Linked DNA regions of Mus musculus: all the other regions are linked to region 3. Evidence: chromatin contacts called from public HiChIP or PLAC-seq data. All regions are on one chromosome and are shown on one strand. The core of a region is the stretch at or near the end of the contact, and the rest is flanking DNA. Distances in the headings are between cores, read along the strand shown. Region 1 has its middle 19 kb from the start of Gm39822. Region 2 has its middle 25 kb from the start of Gm51894. Region 3 overlaps Cdkl3 (cyclin-dependent kinase-like 3). Region 4 has its middle 3.9 kb from the start of Gm46281.

Region 1 (3,237 bases), core at 289-2,788, 160 kb after region 3:
TGTGTGTGTGTGTGTGTGTCTTTCTCTGTGTCTCTCTCTCTTGTCTCTCTGTGTGTCTTTCTCTTTCTCTGTCTCTTTCTCTGACCCTCTCTCTCTCCCCCCTCACTATGTAGACCAGGCTAGCCTAATACTCACCTGCTTCTACCTACAGAGCGCTGGGATGAAAGGTCTAGACTAACACTACCTTTCTGTGGCACTGCCCTAGTCTTGACCCCGCCCCTGTAAGAGCTAAGGGTCTGGGCCTATTGCTGAACAAGAAGATCTTAGGTCTCAAAGATTAATCTGTAAACATAGAGAAGGCTATGAGGAAACTCAAGAATGGGGCACTTCTGACACCAAGGCAGGCTGTCAGCAAATGGACTAGAGAAAGCACTCCTGCAGCTTTGATTTTTTTTTTTAGAGAGAGAGAGAGAGAGAGAGAGAGAGAGAGAGAGAGAGAGAAAGAGAGAGAGAGGGAGTTTCTCAATGTTGCTCTGATTATCCTGGGACTTGCCCTGTAGACCAGACTGGCCTAAAACTCAGAGATCAACCTGCCTCTGCTTCCCGAAAGCTGGAATAAAAGGCGAGCGCCACCACCCTGGTCAAAAATAACACATTTTTAAACAGAGTTAGCCCCTAGGCCCCGGGCATCTCCAGGTTCCTGTTTTAGGAAGATAACATTGGGGGTCACCCCCTATCACCTAGCATAGTGTCACTTGGGACAAAGATGTTTTGCTTCGAAACTACAGTCCAGCCACTCAGTAGTTTGGACTCTCTGTGCCTCAGTTTCCTTATCTCTAAAGGAAGGTAAGTTATCACAGAGAGTTCTCCGCAAGTACCAGCCTTTTGTCAGTAACTTCACACAGAAGGAAGAAAACCCTTGGGAATTGCTGTTCGTTTGAGAAGCTGGGCGTGGTGGGCTGGCCTTCCCGGAGCAGAGGGGGCGGGGCGTCCAGACAACCTCCCATCCCCACCCCCACCCCCCCAACCCGGTGCTCTCCGACGCAGAGCTTCCTTGCTGCTGGCGGGAGCTGAGTCACCATGTAGGCTCGCCTGGTATCCTCGTCACTGGACTTCGTAGACCTGAAAGTCCCGAATCTACCCTCCAGGCTAATCCACTTTGCTCTAGGTGCCTCCAGGAATTCTGGAAATGCTCCGAGGGGCCCACGGGTTTGGGGTGTGGAGGAAGCAGAAAGCCTCATTCTCCTCTGTCTAGAGAGAATTCCAGGAAGCCCTTGGGAATCTCCCTGGCACCGCTGGGCACCGAGCCTATCTCTGCACCTCTTATCTCAGCTTCCCTCGGGGGCAAGCTCTGTCTCTACCGAACCCCCTTGAAATGCACCTGCCTCAGAGTTGGAAGTGCTGCTCCAGGCTTAGAGAAGGACGCCAGAAGAAAGGATGCTAGGAACAGATGAATATCAGAGCCTTCATGGGGAGGCCGGCGGCTAGGGCTCCCACTGGCCCCGCCTGTCCTCTCCCAGCCCCCAGGACTCCAGGGGAAGTGGTGGATGGGGGAGGGGAACCAGGCTGACAGATTCTGTAAACAGAGCCGGTTTGGGCCTCAGCCAAGGACTGGGTGTCCTGGCCCAGCCTGGGTGTGAGGCCCATCCGTGGCTCTCCAGGACACCCCGCCCTGCCCAGCTGCCCGGGGGTGCCAGGCCCACAGCCAGCTCCAGCCAGGATGTGTCTGAGTTTTGGGAAATAGCCAGTTCCCTTCTGGGGAATGGGATTGAGCACCGCGGGAGGTGAGATGGGAGGGGCTTCTCCATAAGAAACGTCATTCATCTGTCATTTACAGAGTAAAAAGTTCAGGGATCCAGGCAGCTTAGGTTCTTCGTTTTTCCCAGACGCCAGTGCTGGGTTGTCGCCACACCCCCGTCCCCACCTTCAGTCTCCTGTTTCTTTCCTCTGTTCGAGGTAGAGTCCTAGCTAGAGAAGCTGACCAATGGGTCACCAGTTCTGAGAGAGCTCTTCAAGAAGCGGTCCCACTCCCTGTAGGTTCTTGCCAAATGTGGTCTGCGGTGCCCATGACCTCAGAGAGGCAACTCAGATGGGAGAGGAAGCCCTGGAGAGGGATGTTGGGGGAAAGGAAAGCTTTTGGGGTGACTCAAGCTACAGTGTGAGAAGGGGGGAGTCCCTGGTGGTTATTTAAAGATCTCAGTACCCCCAGCAGGTGGAGGCCGCAGTGGGCAGGACAACTTATATCCTCAAATGAGGACAGGAGTGTCTGTCCACCACCCACCCACGCCCACCCTACCCTCAGGGGGAGGAGAAGGGAGGGTGACCAAAGTCTCCAGGGGTAACCCCAGGACTTTACAGTGAGGATGACTGCTAGGGGATTCTACAGATAAATGATCTATAGCTGGGGATGTACCTCAGTTGTTAGGACACTTAAGGCAGGAGAACCTGGGTTCAATTCCAGCAGTGCATAAAATGGGCACAGTGACTCAAGCCAGCAATCTCAACATCTGGGAGGCAGAGGCTCAGGGTCAGAAGTTCAAACCTATTACTGAGCTATATCCTACTATGTGGGGAGTTTGAGGCCAGCACTAGCTATTGATTCTGTCTCAAAAACAAAACTAGTCAGAGAATGATATGGGAGGCAGGGGCAAATAAATCTCTGTGAGTTCAAGGACAGCCTGGACTACATAGAGGGTTTCAGTCCAGCCAGGGAAACCCAGTGAGAGTATCTTAAAATAAATAAATGAATAAAATTAAAACAAAACTAATGACCCACACCAACAGGCCATTTACTACTGACTTTCTCAGAGTCTTTAACCTCTTTGTCCTCTAGGAGAGAATTGAATGTAGAAGACCCTTTTTCGAGTTTGTTTTTGTTACCTTAAGACAACCTGCACTTTTGTGGGAAAAGGGATTCTCAATTGAGGAATAGCCTCCATCAGAATGGCCTATGGACATGCCTGTGGAGCATTTTCATGATTACTAATTAATGTGGAAGGGCCCAGCCCACTGTGGGCGGTGTCATCCCTATGCAGGTGGGCCTATGTTTTATATAAGAAAAGTAGCTGAGCGAGCCAGGTGGGAAGCAACTACTAAGCAGCAGACCTCGATGATCTCTGCTTCTGTTGCTTTCTCCAAGTTCCTATCTTGGTTTTCTTTGATGGTGGACTGTAAAATGTAAGATGAAATAATCTCTTTGCTGGACAAGTTGTTTTGGGTTGATATTTTGTCACAGCCTCAGAAAAGCACAAAATAGCCTCCTCTCTCCATCCCACCCCCAATCCCCAATCCCTTAGA
Region 2 (3,032 bases), core at 80-2,579, 250 kb before region 3:
AAAAACGAGTAAAAAACCCAGTAAAAAAAAAAAAAAAGTAAAAAACCCAGGCCAGAGCTTTCATTGTCTTGACCATAAGGGAAAAGAATTCCTTTAATGCAGAGGTTCTCAAACCTCCCATGCTGCGACCCTTTAATGCAGTTCCTCATGTTGTGGTGACCTCCAACAGTAAAATTATTTCATTGCTACTTCATAACTGTCATTTTGTTACTATTATGAATCGTAATGTGAATATCTGTGCTTCCCAATGGTCTTAGGTGACCTCTCTCAAAGGGGTCATGACCCACCGGCTGAAAAACACTGCTTTAATGTGTCTTCAGTGTTGTGGTAAATATTATTTGGGGGCTCCTACCCCGTCTTAGATCATTTAGTTCCCAAATAAAAGACACAAACCTTTATATTTATAATAAGCCTTAAAGCACCAGAGCTGGGCAGACGTCAGCTCTCTGTGCTATTATTTTGGCTGCTTTTCTGTCAATAACCCTGAGATATCGCTCGTCATGTTCCTCCTGGGCCGCTCCTACTCCAACTGTCCCGGCCCTCATGTCCACGTGCTCATGACCCGCCTACCTATCCCACGATGACTTCCTTCTTCTCCAGTGTCCTTTTCTCTCTCTCCTCATGGTCTCTCCCTGAGACTCTAAGCCTGGGACCCTTCAGCCCTGCCTACCTCTTTTCCGCCCAGCTATAAGCTGTAGGCATCTTTATTAACCAATCATGGATAACTTGGGGGGGGGCAAGGTTTACACAACAAAAGCTGGTATACATGAAGATCTGCTTGTCTTGGAGCAACCTGATCTTGGGGTACAGAATTTAGCATTTGAATGAAGGCAGCATGAGACCAACCCATGACACTTCTTTTTTAAAGATTTATTTACTTATTTATTATATGTTAGTATACTGTAGCTGTCTTCAGACACTCCAGAAGAGGGAGTCAGATCTCCTTACGGATGGTTGTGAGCCACCATGTGGTTGCTGGGATTTGAACTAAGGACTTTCAGAAGATCACGCTGAGCCATCTCACCAGCCCCCTCCCCCCGTGACACTTTTTTATGATTATAATACAAGCCGATGGGTGTCAAGGCCTTCGTGAGCCTTCCTGAGATGAAAGCTTTCATACCTGACACAGCACCAATGTTTTGGGTTTCAATAACCTCTGACTGGTATCCAAGCCCCAGAGACAGTCCTGCCTCTCACCTTCGCCCTTCTCAAGGGCTAAACTAGCTGTCCTTAGCAACTCCTGGTGGACCTTACTACTCCCGATGCCCATGAGGAGGCTGCGGGCACAGACCAGCCTGGTGAGTCAGTGCTTCCGGGCACTGAGCTTGCCAACACCTAGTCGGCGACAGGCCATGAGTCACAAATTATAGGCCTTCCACATGAGCAGGCGGTGCCAGCCTGTGAGGCGGCAACGCTGGCAGGGAACTCCGGAGCTTTAGGCTTGGGGCCATGGGAAAAGAATGGTCCAGACAGGCCTGCACACTGTAGGGCCCTCTTATGGCTTCTCTCCCACCAGCCGCCAGGCTGTAGTGCCAACGCCTAGGCTTGGACATGCTCTGACACAGGACTTCCTCGGCCTCAGACCAGAAGGAAACTGGCTTTACTGGGAGCCTAGTGAAATTTCAAAGCCAGAGTCTTCCCACTTCAGCTAAGGAGATTGCAGTGACAGAATGCTTTGTGCTGCAGTGGGTGGCCTCTTGGGGTGCTGCTTCTTTGCCCCCCAAGATATTCCAGGACGTGGAACTGCCTTGTTTAAGAGCACGAGGTCAGAGGCCAATGTACCACCTCTGAGGCCAAACAGACATGGTACCACAGGCCTTCTGAGCTCTCGCATATGCTTAGCCAAGGCATCAAGGGCTTCTAGAATGTTCAGAGAACTCTCACACTGATAAAACGAAGCCAACTGCATTCTACCCCCAACAAAGTTCCTTTAAGCTCAGGACCACAGCTTCATAACAGCAAATTTACACACTCCCTAAATGTGATGTCACATCAGGTTCTTCTTTTTGTTAGAAATGTTTGATTGTGTGGCTGAAGTGGATGCGGAGAGGCACACTCAGGAAGGAATGAGGGCCAGAGCTCAGCTTGGGCAGAGGACCAGGGAGACTGTGTGTCTCCTTGGGATGCCTCCTCCTGACCCCGGCAAGGCCTGCACTGCTGCACAGAGGGCCTCTCACCCAGGGTTCTGCTAGTGATGATTTGTTTACACTCTGGGCTGGGAGCCTTAGCAACCGCAGGGAACAGCCAAACACAGACTAATGAGCATGCCTCAGGTACAACCAAGCAGGACTAATGAGAGCCCGGCCCTGTACCTCCGCAGCGGAACGCTCAATGCCATGTCTTAGAAACCAATAGAGAGATATGAACATAATGATCACAGGGTCACCACTGAGCCGCAGCTGACCCGGGGCTTCCGTGCCAGGATGCTCAGTTCACATTATCCCAGAGCAACCCAACCGCTCTCCCGGTTGGCACAGTGCCTGGCATCGGGAAGATCCTCGGGAAACACAGGACTAAATGCACTGAGGTCGGTGCACCCAGGAAACCAGAAAGCCACTCTCCCAGTCAAAGTATCTGACACCTTCTCCCTCCCCCTCCCCTCCCCTCCACTTCCCTTCCCCTTTTTGATTTGTTTCTTGAGACAAGCTCTCACTTTGCAGCCCAGGAACTCCTTATGTAGCTCAGGCTCACCTCCAACTCAGGGTGATCCCCGTGCTGGGATTACAGATGTGTGAGCCAGGAACCCGCAGTAATCCTCCTGCCTTAGCCTCCCAAGTGCTGGGATTATAGGCACAAGCCACCACACCCGGATGTTTCCTCTCAGTGCGGGAAGGCATGCGACACCATGCAACTTGGAAGACAAAGGATGAGTTTGTGATGTCCCTTCCCTCCATCCTTTTTAAAAAATCGGTTCCGGGGCTTGAACTCCAGTCTCCAGGCTTGAATAACAAGCACCTTTACCTGCTGAGCCTCTCACTGGGACCGTGCATCTTTCTCTTATATTATTTAGTTCATTTGTTCACTTTTTGTTA
Region 3 (3,106 bases), core at 335-2,834:
GTGTATATATGTGTGCACAGGTGTATTTGCCCCATTCCTCTCTCCATTCTTCTCTTAGAAGCAATCATTCCAATATAGTTGCTGCCTCTGGCTTATGTGTTCATATCAGGTGTGTGCTATGTTTGCATGTATTTTCATTTATATGAATAATACTGTATTATATATCTTTCTGTCTTCCTGTTACTCACCCCTCAATATGCTTTCTAGACTTTTCCACATTGCCACCTGCACATTTCATATATCAGCTCCACTGATGAATAGCATACTGTAGAATGTACTCACGACAAATTGTCATCTGTTTCCCTAGTCATGGGTACACGTGTGCAACCTCCAACTTCTCTCCCCAAACCAGTAGGAGCCAGCTGAGTGACCCATATCTGACTCACATGGAAATCTCTCTCTTTTTTAATTAAAAATTTTTCTATCTTATCATCATTATCCTGTATATGTGCATGTCAGTGCATGCATGCAGATGTGCATGTGTGTGCATGTGCATTCAGCAGGCATGCCAATAGTGCGTGTGTGTGAGGGGGTTTCAGTTCACGCTCTCCTTCTACATGGTTGAGGCAGGGTCCATACTCAGGAAGCTACAAGTGAAGGCTTCTCCTGAATAGGCCCTTTTGCTCTCAGTCCCCTAGACTGAGGCAAGGGGCTTAGGTACAGCAATGGCTCATATTGTCTTGAAGACAGTGGAGAAACATGCTCGCCTTACACTGCTGCACACTCTATGTGCACAGGCAATATGGGGTCGTATCCCCTGAGCAGCATCTCCAAGTAGTTTTGCCAGAGTGTGGAGACCTGGTCCTGAGTCACCCCATGTTTGTCCCTGGGTGAATGTTTTGTGACAGAAACAAATAAGGGTGGTTTCCACCCAAGGACACCAATGGCTTGGCTACAGCCATCTAGGTGCGCTTTTAAAACTGGTCAGGATGAGGTCCAGCAAAAATTCTGCTGACTGTGCAGACAGACACACTTAAGCCCTCTTAAAGTGACTGTGTATGGAGGAGATGAAATACCTAACTATAAAGAAAACTTTCTAACTTGTTTGGCTTTCCAAGACAGAGTTTCACTGTGCAATAACTCTGGCTGTCCTGGAACTTGCTCTGTAGGCCAGGCTTGCCAGGAACTCAGGGATCTACCTGCCTCTGCCTCCCAAGAGCTGGGATGAAAGGCGTGTGCCACTATTGCCGGGCAAAAGTTGTTTTTGGTATATTTTTGCTAGTTTATTTTAGCTTTGTGAGGTAAGAGTTTACTATGTAGCCCATGTATGTAAGCACTATATAAGTGTGATCTGGCCTTCCTGTGGCTGTGGCCTAGCTTTTGTCCCCTCCTGGCCTGGCCCTGAGTTTGGGCAGATCACAGCAGCTTATGACTCCAGCCCCAGCTCACCACCTCCTTCTGGACAACATGGCCCCTGCACTCACACTGAGAAGTCCCACTGAGAGTCTCTCTAAAGCCAACATGCTGGAGAACTGAATAACACCAGCGAGAACACCTGACCTCCCTGCAGTTCCCTGAGCAACTCAGCATGCACAGATGAGTGGCCAACCGCACCAGCGCACCAGCCGTTCCCCTCCCCTTGGGTCAAGCTCTTGGATAAGAAAGTTTTGTGCTGTTGCCTTGGCAACAGCCAGGGACTCCTAGCTCCACATACCAGGCTTCTGAAATCTTAATGAGTCAGCTCTGCTTCCTCCTCTAGTTCCTTACCACAGACATAGCCCAGTTTCAGCCTCGAACCAGGAAGGGCCCACAGTATCACCCACTCCCCAGAGTGATTCATTTGGTTGTTTTAACAGCTTGCTTGAAACACAAGCAACCTCCCAAAACTATGTTTAAAGCCCACACTAGAGATCATAATTCTTTTTTTTTAAAGATTTATTTATTTATTATATATATGTATACTGTAGCTGTCTTCAGACACATCAGAAGAGGGCATCAGATCCCATTACAGGTGGTTGTGAGCCACCATGTGGTTGCTGGGATTTGAACTCAGGACCTCTGGAAGAGCAGTCAGTGCTCTAAACCGCTGAGCCATCTCTCCAGCTCTGAGATCTTAATTCTTAAGATGTGTCATTCTAGTAACCAATCACTTGATTCCCACATCCTCTGAGAAAGCCCCCAAGGTTGACCGGTGGTCCTAGAGTGTATAGGAAGGCAGGCTGAGTAAGGCATAAAAAGGAAATCAGCAAGCAGCACTCTTCATGGCCTCTGCCTTCAGTCCCTCCCTGAGTTTCCTGAGTGATGGACTACATAAATACTACAGCTGTAAGATGAAATAAGCCCTTTCTCCCAATTTGCTTTTGGTCGTGGTGTTTATCGTAGTGATAGAAACACTAATTAAGGCACTGTCTTTAGATTATTTCTATTTTTGCAGGAAGAAAAAGCATGCTGTGATCTCCTAGCTTCAGTGTGTGAGTGAGCTCAGATGGTTTGGACACTGATCCCAGCCCCAGGTAATCACCATTTTGAAAACATTAGTGTCTATTCTTTGATGTCTTATCTCCTCTTTAATATAACACTTTATAATCCCCGAGACACCATAACATCCATTGTCACAGGATGTCGGGCTGAGTAGGTGGAAAGCCCTGCAAAGAATGGAAGAAGCCAGACATGAAAGCTGAGGACACAGATAAAAGGTGCAGAGAAACGCACACACAGCTGGCCACTGCTCAGTCAAGTTAGCTTAGCCCACACTTGACTGAGGTGGCACAGGGGTGACGAGAATGCCATACGGGAAGACGAGGTGCTACTGGGCGAACGAGTCTCTGGAGAAGTCACCAGGAGTTCTCCTTTATCTCACAGAACTCGTGGGAGATCTAAGGATGATCCACCCTGCCCTCTACCTAAAGAGTGGTCATTGAAAACGTATGTCTGTTTCCAAGCATGTGTAATATATATACATATGCACAATAATTAAGCAAATGTAACATGTATAATCTCAAACATGTATAGAGGTCATAATTACTCACAAATTTATGTAATATAGTGAATAGTATAATGGCCCCACTTCCCCAGGCAAGGGAAGGCCCCATTATCTGTCTCCACAATCATCAGCTCAAAGCTATTATTACTTCTAGGTATCCTCCATGACACTTCCTGTGCTGTT
Region 4 (3,328 bases), core at 388-2,887, 190 kb after region 3:
ACCTTAGCCCAGGCAGTTGACCCTAAGGGAACCAGGGTGCCCAGACTGAACATAAAAATAAGAAATCAGGTCTTAGAGGGGTGAGCTGAGAGAGGGCAGGGGCTGCCGAGGAAACCCCACACTTCCTTGGAGTTGAATAACACCTCACAAGTTTATTGCACCAAAGCTGTGTATCAGCACATGGATATCTTTGTTGTTGTTGTTTGGTTTTTTTGAGGGTTTCTCTGTGTAGCCCTGGCTGTCCTGGAACTCACTCTGTAGACCAGGCTGGCCTCGAACTCGGAAATCTGCCTGCCTCTGCCTCCCAAGTGCTGGGATTAAAGGCGTGCGCCACCACTGCCCAGCAGTACACGGATTCCAAACAGAAGACTTGGTCCACATTCACCTGTCCCCTGTTGATAATTTAGTTTCCTTGCATAGTTTCCATTCCCCCTCTTCTGGTAACAGCATTCTGATTTACTTGTTTTGTTTTGTTTTTTGAGACAGGATTTCTCTGTATAGCCCTGGCTGTCCTGGAACTCACTCTGTAGACCAGGCTGGCTTCGAACTCAGAAATCCACCTGCCTCTGCTTCCCAAGTGCTGAGACTAAAGGTGTGTGCCACCACTGCCTGGCAGAGGACATTTAAATCTTAGGGTGACTAAGGTGCAACAACAACAGTCTATGCCTCAGAAAATAGTAACAGGCGTCAATCACTGCAGACCAAGAGAGTAACGACAGAAACAGATAGGCTATCAAGAAGCCTGGTGGGCAGGAAAGAGTGAAAGTGGAGCAAGAGCCACAGACAAGAGAGAAGGCTGCTTCTGAAGTCTACTTTTCAGACTGCTCTTATTCCCTGGAGGGGGTGCACCGTTCCTGGAGGTACTGCAATGCCAGGTCAATGCGTGGAGGGGATGGAGCAAGCTCCAATTTACTTTAAAAAAAAATTATTAAAAAAATTTATCTTTGTTACTTTTTAATTGTGTGTGTGTGTGCATGTGTGCATGTGCACTTGAGGGCAGGTACCCATGAGAGGCCAGAAGCATCAGATAGGCCTAGAGCTTCGGGTGCAGGGCGTTGTGAGGGGCTGGGTGCAGTTCTGGAAACTGTACTCGGGTCCTCTTGCAGAGCAGTTTGTGATCTCTCCGGTCAGTCCCTGGCATCCCACTTTTACCTGGGCAACTATTACTCTCAACACTTCCTGCTCCCGTGCTTAAGGTGGGGTGAACTCTCTGGCATGAGAGTCACACGTGAGCCATGCCCATCCCAGCAGAGCTGCATCTCGCCTATGGACAGAGCTATTGAGCATTGTCTTAGTTAGGGTTTCCGATGCTGTGAAGAGACACGGTGACCAGGGCAACTTTTATAAAGGACAACATTTCATTGGGGCCAGTTCACACTTTCAGAGGTTTGCTCCATTATCATCATCATGCCAGGAAGCAGGGCATGGTACTGGAAGAGCTGAGAGTTCTACATCTTGATCCAAAGGCAGCCAGAAAGCTCAGTCTGGCCAGACTTGAGCATATATAGGAGACCTCAAAGTTCACCCCCTCTGTGACACACCCCCTCCATCAAGGCCATACTTACTCCAACAATGACACACATCACCTAATAAAGTCACTCCCTGTGAGTCAAGCATTCAAACACATGAGTCTATGAGAGTCAAACCTATTCAAACCACAAGCATCTTAGCGGAGTTGAGCATCTGCCGAGCTGCAGAGCGCCCTGTGCACCATGCTGAGATGCAGAGAGTTTACCTACACGTGGAGCTGTATAGCGCCTTATTCATAGTGCAAAACTGCAAAGCACTTTCTGCAGGGTGCTCAGCTGCAGGGAGCCTTCCAGATGGTGCAGAGGGCATTGTGCTCAATACTGGGCTTCAGAACGCCTTGGGAACTGGGCGGAGCTGTACAGTGGCTGGTTTGGAGATGTCTGTGATTCCCATGCCAAACCCTGTGGTCCAATCAGAGCTAGTCGTGGATATTTGGACAGCTAGGAAGGCATTCACCAGGGCTTGAAGGTAGGAGAGTGTCAGCCTGGAGTTGCTGACAGCTGTGTTGCTACCGCTGAGTCTAGGAGAGGGGAGATGGCTCAAGTCAAAGCACTACTCACGCCAGGCCACCTGAGCTTGACCCCCAGTGGAGGTCACTGCAGATTTGAGGCTGGCCTGGTCTGGCCAAACCCTGTCTAAAATAAACAGGAAAGCAAGCCACCATCAACAAGAAATCATTTGGAGCTGGGAAGATGGCTCAGTTGGTAAAGTGCTTGCAAGCTCAAGGCCCTGACTTAAGTCTCTAGCATCCATGTAACAGCTGGGTAAGGCAGGACCAACTGTGCCTCCAGCACTGAGGTAAGGACATACAGATCCTGGAGCTCAGTGGTTCAGCTAGACTGGCTGACCAGTGAACTCCAGGTTCAGGGGGAAAGAAATACTGTCTGAGAGCCAAGGCAGAGGGCTGGTGAGGTGGCTGAGGCAGAGGGCTGGTGAGGTGGCTGAGGCAGAGGGCTGGTGAGGTGGCTGAGGCAGAGGGCTGGTGAGGTGGCTGAGGCAGAGGGCTGGTGAGGTGGCCAAGGAGGCAGAGCCACCTGCTGCCAAGCCTGACGGCTGGAGTTTGATTCCCAGAACCCACGTGAAGGAGAGAGCCAACTCCACAGAGCTATCCCCTGACCTCCACATGCACTCCGTAGCACACGCGGCTTCCCCATAATAAAAAATGGAAACTAATTAAATAAAATGAGGTGGAAAGTGATTGAGGAAGACAACTGACATCAACCACTTGTCTGTCTCCATGTGCACATATGTACATGTGTGTACATGAACTCATACATACCACACATACAAAACAAATAAAAATAATAAAAACTTATACCTAATTATTGGTGATGTGTGCATGTATGTGTATAAATATGGATACAGAGGTCAGAAGACAACAACGGGGAATGAGTTCTCTCCTTCCACCATGTGGGTTCTGAGGATCAAACTTGGGCTGTCAGATCAAAGCAAGTACCTTTCTACTGTGTGTGTGTGTGTGTGTGTGTGTGTGTGTGTGTGTGTGTGTGTGTTGTGTATGTGTGTGTGTATGTTGTGTGTATGTTGTGTATGGTGTGTGTGTGTGGTTTGGTAGCAAGTACCTTTATACTGGTGTGTGTGTGTGTGTGTGTGAGAGAGAGAGAGAGAGAGAAAGAGAGAGGTTTGGTAGCAAGTGCCTTTCCAGTGGGGGGGAGGGGCATGTAAGTTTGATAGTAAGTATCTTTACACTCTATATATGTGGGGGGGGGGGTTGGCAGCAAGTGCCTGTACTCTGTGTGTGTGTGTGGGGGGGGGGTTGGCAGCAAGTGCCTGTACTCTC

What was found. HiChIP or PLAC-seq counts read pairs in DNA pulled down with a chosen protein or histone mark.
Region 1: a contact with region 3 is called in a FOXA1 HiChIP or PLAC-seq map of pancreatic cancer cells. The contact joins two enhancer-like sites. A contact is called at or near these places in 3 of 115 datasets of contacts at active chromatin or transcription factors (extraembryonic endoderm stem cells, microglia and pancreatic cancer cells).
Region 2: a contact with region 3 is called in a FOXA1 HiChIP or PLAC-seq map of pancreatic cancer cells. The contact joins two enhancer-like sites. A contact is called at or near these places in 1 of 15 datasets of contacts at CTCF or cohesin (pro-B cells), 13 of 484 Hi-C or Micro-C datasets (the AML12 cell line, B cells, CD4 T cells and 10 more) and 10 of 115 datasets of contacts at active chromatin or transcription factors (CD8 T cells, the NIH/3T3 cell line, double positive thymocytes and 6 more).
Region 4: a contact with region 3 is called in a FOXA1 HiChIP or PLAC-seq map of pancreatic cancer cells. The contact joins two enhancer-like sites.

Annotation. Positions count from the first base shown.
Region 1 is chr11:51,914,527-51,917,763 of GRCm38.p6, reverse strand. No RefSeq gene overlaps it. Among named protein-coding and RNA genes, the nearest start is that of Gm39822, 19 kb to the right of the region's middle. Within about 2 kb of position 1,538, at least 316 of the 459 cell types and tissues checked have an H3K27ac peak or open chromatin away from gene starts, as enhancers often do. A contact at or near this core is called in pancreatic cancer cells, where this site is marked.
Region 2 is chr11:52,332,183-52,335,214 of GRCm38.p6, reverse strand. No RefSeq gene overlaps it. Among named protein-coding and RNA genes, the nearest start is that of Gm51894, 25 kb to the left of the region's middle. Within about 2 kb of position 1,329, at least 145 of the 459 cell types and tissues checked have an H3K27ac peak or open chromatin away from gene starts, as enhancers often do. A contact at or near this core is called in the AML12 cell line, the NIH/3T3 cell line, cerebral cortex and 3 more, where this site is marked.
Region 3 is chr11:52,078,694-52,081,799 of GRCm38.p6, reverse strand. All of the region lies in intron 13 of Cdkl3 (cyclin-dependent kinase-like 3), which reads right to left. Among named protein-coding and RNA genes, the nearest start is that of Ppp2ca, 19 kb to the left of the region's middle. Within about 2 kb of position 1,584, at least 179 of the 459 cell types and tissues checked have an H3K27ac peak or open chromatin away from gene starts, as enhancers often do. A contact at or near this core is called in the AML12 cell line, the NIH/3T3 cell line, cerebral cortex and 3 more, where this site is marked.
Region 4 is chr11:51,891,275-51,894,602 of GRCm38.p6, reverse strand. No RefSeq gene overlaps it. Among named protein-coding and RNA genes, the nearest start is that of Gm46281, 3.9 kb to the right of the region's middle. Within about 2 kb of position 1,637, at least 12 of the 459 cell types and tissues checked have an H3K27ac peak or open chromatin away from gene starts, as enhancers often do. A contact at or near this core is called in pancreatic cancer cells, where this site is marked.